2 separate regions of the Hordeum vulgare genome follow, and region 1 is linked to region 2. The links are chromatin contacts, called in public Hi-C maps. All regions are on one chromosome and are shown on one strand. Each heading gives the region's core, a stretch centred on a gene start, on an enhancer-like site or on the middle of the called end of the contact. The rest is flanking DNA. Distances are from core to core; before and after follow the strand shown. Region 1 holds the start of LOC123412106 (non-lysosomal glucosylceramidase-like). Region 2 holds the start of LOC123411991.

Evidence for each region. A called contact is a pair of places that touch in the nucleus more often than the background predicts.
Region 1: a Hi-C map of seedling shows a contact between it and region 2, with 6 times the contacts expected there. The contact joins the promoter of LOC123412106 here to the promoter of LOC123411991 in region 2. A contact is called at or near these places in 1 of 6 Hi-C or Micro-C datasets (seedling) and 1 of 1 datasets of contacts at active chromatin or transcription factors (embryo).

What each region holds. Positions count from the first base shown.
Region 1 is chr7H:432,479,437-432,482,397 of MorexV3_pseudomolecules_assembly, reverse strand. LOC123412106 (non-lysosomal glucosylceramidase-like) reads right to left here and starts at 1,539. Exons shown (of 15, transcript XM_045105051.1): 1 at 1,332-1,539; 2 at 1,187-1,246; 3 at 848-961; 4 at 686-742; 5 at 469-539; 6 at 251-350; 7 at 79-149. The coding sequence starts at 1,496.
Region 2 is chr7H:432,121,792-432,124,585 of MorexV3_pseudomolecules_assembly, reverse strand. It overlaps LOC123411991, which reads left to right and starts at 1,301. Exons shown (of 2, transcript XM_045104951.1): 1 at 1,301-1,607. The coding sequence starts at 1,520.

The sequences.
Region 1 (2,961 bases), core at 290-2,789, 360 kb before region 2:
ATTTTTTGTATGGTATCTCTGGCTGGCATAATCAGATGAACGAAATACATGTGAGCTTGTGAGGCTTTCACTGCTTACTTGAGGAGATCAGCAGTTGGTGCAGACAACACCGTGGAGTAGCTCTTCCCACCAGGACGCGAAACGAATGCCTAGACAGGCGAAAATAGTGGGCAATATAAGTCGTTTTCCACCATAAATTGAGCATTGCAAGTTTGCAACTCATGAAAGCAAGTGTAATTTTTTTTATTACTGAGAACTGGTTGGCTAGGATAGGCTTCTCTTCATATATCCTGGGGAATATTTGAAACTGCTGAAAGTACCCTCTGTAGCTTCTTCCTATACTTCCTGAACTGAAAAAAGAAGGAGAATGTCATCTGAAGTTCAGTCACCTGCTTAGCCATGCATGAATGTCACAATCAAGGCAAGTTTGAGAGCAAAATCAGGGCCAGAAACATCCAAAGAACTTACCCTAGTCCGCCGAGGGGTACCCCGCGGTAGCAGTTGTCCATCCATTTCTTGAGAGGATCATAGACCGCAACCTTGGCGAAACAAGATAATATTTTTTCAGAAATTTCACTGGCTACCGAGTACTAACTAGGGAGAATAATTTGCACCGGCATTTCATCTACATGTGCATGATGGTTGACGGATTATCTGAATGTTCAATGGCACAAGAGTGACTCACCTGGTTTTTCGCGATTCCTTCGACGTGTAGTCGAAGCATTTTGAAAATCAAGGGTATCTGAAGTACAACCATGGTCAGTGTTTATGTAGCATTGGTAGTATGCATTCTTGCTTCTGAATACAAGATTTAGAAGATACAGCCCATGTTGACATGCTTGCTTACAATTGTCAATATATCAGTGGCCATGCTAAGCATAGCAACCTTCTTGCCTTCATCATCGAATTTCCTCTGCCAAGTTATTGCTGGTGGCTGAGCACAGTCGACGTGCAAACGTGCCTGGAGCAAGAACAACCATGTCAGACCAGTTTGCTAGCTCAAGACATATAAACATAATGGTTTGAAACAGTCAGGAGCATGCTGATTAGAAAATCATCCAAGAAACAATTGAAAAAAGCCAGGAGTACCTTAACTGAACCCTTGAAAAGTAGAGCCAGTTAAGTAATTGCACCAAATTATTGATGAGCCAAAGAAATGCAAGTGCCTTTTCAGGTCGGGAGATACCTTTGCTTGCTCTAGCTCCGAAGTCCCCATCTTCAGAGACCGATGAAGGAGCCAATTCGGCTGGAACAGATACACATGGTCAACAGCTCGAAGAACAGAATTACCCAGATTCAGAACAGAATCACAAGAGGAGGAGAGGAAGTACCTGAACCTGAAGACCGCACACTGAAATGTTCAGCTCTAGTTGTTTATATAACTCATTCGACAAGAAGAGGACGGCGAAGACGACGAAGGAGGTGCGAGGGGCATAACCAGAAGGACTGGTTGGCATCAGACTAGATATTCTTCCGGTTCGTGGAAAAGTTGGCATACACGACACATCACATTCGTCGAAGTTGTTGGATATACACTATTCATGCTCCCCGGTCATCATGATCCTCGCGTTTGTGGGCAAATCTTTTCGGATAATTACCCGGATTCCCGCGTCCGCGTCATCATGCCGGACGGAACAAAGTATTGCCGATGCAGCTACCCATGTAGTGCCTCAAGGAAAAGACGAGTGCTGGAAGCATCCGTGATGGGTGCCACATCGTCGCGTGGTTCCTTCACTTGTTCCGTCAGAAATAGCAGCCCGGGTGTTGGAAACGAGTGCGCTGTGCATTTTGTGACCAATTATGTTGGGCAAAAGCTGCCCCGGACCAATTCCCTCTAAGGATTAGAGTTAGACTATTTATATAATTTGAAAATTTAAGGCCTTTAAGTATCATGGAGCTCGCTTAGTATGCTGATAATAACTACGTATGTTGGGCCCACATGGTGGTTAAAAGGAGATTGTTCGAGAATGAAGGGGGTGTTTGTTTCCACGGACTTTTTGATGTAGGGACTAAAAAAAGTCTCAAAAAGTCTCATGTGAAACAAACAGGAGGGACTTTTAGGGACTAAAAGGGGGTATTTGGGACTATTTGAAGAAGTCCCTACGGGAGGGTCTTTTTGGGACTTTTTTGGCACTTTTTCCAACAATGCCCCTACTTTTAGCATGTCATTTAATAACTACTGCTACTACATTACTAAGGGTAACATGGTCTTTTTGCATGTCATTTAGTGACCTTTAGTCTCTATTTAGTCCCTGGAAACAAACGGGTAGGGACTAGGGCCTTTTAAGTTGGGACTAAAAAAAGTCCCGGGACTTCTGAAACAAACAGGGCCGAAATCCACTGGTTGGAGCACGAGGCTCCGAGGCCTTGTTTGACAGGAAGGGGTTGGGGAGGATTGCGGTCCCTCAATTGCCAAATCCCTGAAAGCCATGAGACAAGGTTTCTGAGCCGCGTGGGTTGAAAGAAATCGAGTGGGATTAGAAAGGATTGAAAGGGTTTGCTCATCACAAACCCTGTCTACTAAATGAACATGCAGGAAATCGCGGGGTTTCTGATCCCTTCGAAAATAATCCCCTACAAACTTTCTTAAACCCTGCGCATCAAAGAAGGCCCTGAAGGTTAGAGCACGGCACTCCAGCCACCCAGTAGCAGTCAGTCGGCCGTCCGTATCCAGCTTCCAATGAAAAGTCCAATTTCTCTCACATGATATATCCTGTCTGTCGCGATCTCTCACATGATCCAGCTTCTCGCTTGTTTGCTAAACCACGCAACATGCCATCTACAAAGGACATAGAGTATTTCGTTGCGAGCACACTAAAATCTATTTTTTTTGCTGGAAAATTAAATTAATTTGTTGGTAGTTTTCTATTTTATGAACCGTAACCTATTTCTTTATCCATGTAGCCCTGCCACATTGGCAAGTAGTGCATGGCAGTTTACGTGTCTTCAATTGAACCAAAG
Region 2 (2,794 bases), core at 52-2,551:
ACACCACGATGATGGCCTCACCACTAAATTCGTTCAGAAAAAACATCTACCGTGACAAAATCACGACACTATTTGTGAGAAAACCTTGAAATTTGGTGGCTTATTTTTTAAGCTGCCAAAAGAACTGACCCTTATCTAGGTGCAGGCATGGCAACGGTCCGGACGTTCGCAACACCCTCCTTCCCTAGTTTGTCATCGACTTGCAGAAAGAAAAAAAGCATTCAGATTACACAGTACAACACAGTCATATGCACATTATTTGGGAGTACGCCTTGAAGACGCCGTGACACCTTATGTAAAACGCTTGTGCATTGGAAAAGACCAAAATTAATATGGATTGGGAGAATACAATCATTTTCCTCAAATGAAATCAAGTTAATTAATGTGGCAATAGTGCGGTACGTATTTCATACACCCAAAGTCAATAGCCGAGATCCGCGGAGAGGGAAGAAATATCAGGGAGCATATCCGGGCGATCACGGTACGATGGTGCATCATGAGCTCCTAAAAATATCTAGCTGCTCCTCTGCCACGTGCCCCCTCACCAGCCGGAGGTTACACACGGCCGCGCCCACCCAATGAATGCTGGTCGCCGAGGCGGGTCCCGCGGAACGGTCTGATGTCGCCACAGCACGTGAGCTTGCGGTGACGTGTCGAAATTTCCGCGGCGTCAGGTCGGCCGGTACAGGAAAGGCAATGACAAGCGAAAGCTCCGTTCCACATGGAGTCAAAGGATATTAGGCTTGCCCAATTCAAGTATCTCTGACATACTATATCCCAGTCATTTCTAAGAGTACATCACGCTATTTCCAGCAACCACCACATGTGAGGGCAAGTTCAGTTGCCCGTAAAAATCCTATACCGATTTTATCTCTCTTTTAGGTAATCTCTGTGTCTCAAAATATAGTGTCAAAGAAGTCTTAGATTTTAAGGCTTTGGGAGTAGTATAGTGACCATCATTTTATAAGATTTTTTGTGCGGGTTTAACGATAGTTCCTATAGCTGGTTAGTACTCCGTTCTTCGTAAAATAAATGAATCAATTTTTACACTAATTTCATATTAAAATTAGTATAAAATTGAGTCAGTCATTTTTAGGACAAAGGGAGTACTTTGGGAACGACACATTGTAGCATAACGCAAGGATCAGCCCGATCGAGAAGTAATCATACGGCTGATCCGCTCACGGGATTAACCGGATAACGCCTTATCGCGGGCCATCAAAAGTAGATTTTGCGATTAATCTCTGCTACCCAAGCGTGTACCCAGAAACCCGGCGTGGACATAGCTAACACGCAAACAAGCAGCAAAATAAAAATATAAAAAATTAAAAGCGAGCCAACGCTCCAAGCCGCGCCTCCTCCGCACGGGGATAAAAGCCGCCCCGGCGTCACGCGCACAGAGCAGAGAACGGCCACTCCGCAGCATCCAAGCCAAGCCACCCACGACGCCGCCGACGGAACCGCCGCTGCAAAACCGCCAGAAAGAAGCACCTCGCGAGCGGCGGCGGCGGCGGCGCTGATGGCGTGTTGGCGGAAGAAGGTCGTGTTCCGGGCGCGCCGTGCGTGGGCCGCCGTCTCCAGCCGCGTCCTCCGCGGCAGCAAGTCCGGTCAGTCTCCCTCCCCGCACTCCTCTCTAACTCAACCGCTGTCCACCCGCATGTGTCTACGATCCGCTTGGTTTCTTGATTAGAAGCGCTAGATGGCGGAAGGTTTCCTCTTCGTTTTGTTTCATCTACTGTTTTCTGAAAGAATAAACAGATGAAATGTGGGTCTGAAAAAACGTAGGTCACTGGTACTGTCTTTTGGAGGTGACGGGACGCATAGATGCATGTTTGGCAACGAATTTCACTGGAGTCGTTGATTTCTTTGGGCCCTTTTGTTTGTTTATCGAGACGAAACTTGTTTTTCTTTCTCTCTTAGTAGTCATACTGTCTCTTGGAGGTGACGGGACGCATAGATGCATGTTCGGCAACGAATTTCACCGGAGTCGTTGATTTCTTGGGCCCTTTTATTTGTTCATGGAGAGAAAGTTGTTTTTTCTTTCTCAATATAATGCTGTATTCGTTCAAAGAAGAAGAAAATGAGAAATTTCCGCACTCAACAGAAAATCAAAATTATAAACAGAAGTAGTTCAATACGGTCCAGATTTACTGCTACACGCTCTTCTGCTATTAGAAATTTTTTGGGAAATAGGTCCCCAACATGCAGACCAAAGAACAGGAGATAATGCTTGTATCAGTAGGTATTATTTACGGAATTAAGTGCAGTAAATTCGCTCTCCGGGATCCCGGTCCGTAGCCGCGCCGGTAGTACTGTTCCCTCCGTTTCATAATGCAGTGCATCTGCGTTTTTTGAGATTTATGTTTGACCATAAATTTAACCAACGTGACAGGCGGAAATAAAAAGTATACCATTGAATTCGTACTCGAAAGAAGTTTTCATTGATATAATTTTTGCTCCCGCTGCAGTAGACCACGCTGGTTAAATTTATATTTCAAAAGTTTTCATTGATATAATTTTTGCTCCCGCTGCAGTAGACCACGCTGGTTAAATTTATATTTCAAAAAGCGCGGACGCACTATATTATGAAATTGAGCGAGTAACATTTAGTACTGCAAAATCTCGATTTCAATACTGCTTGGTCTGTTGAGGTACGCATTACGTTGCTTCCATTTTATAAAAAAAATTGGTGGTCTTCGCGGTCACTAAAACAAATTTGCCGGTGGTACATCTTAATTCACATGGCATTCGTGGATGCTTTGTGTGTATCAAGCCATGGGACAGGGATTTCATT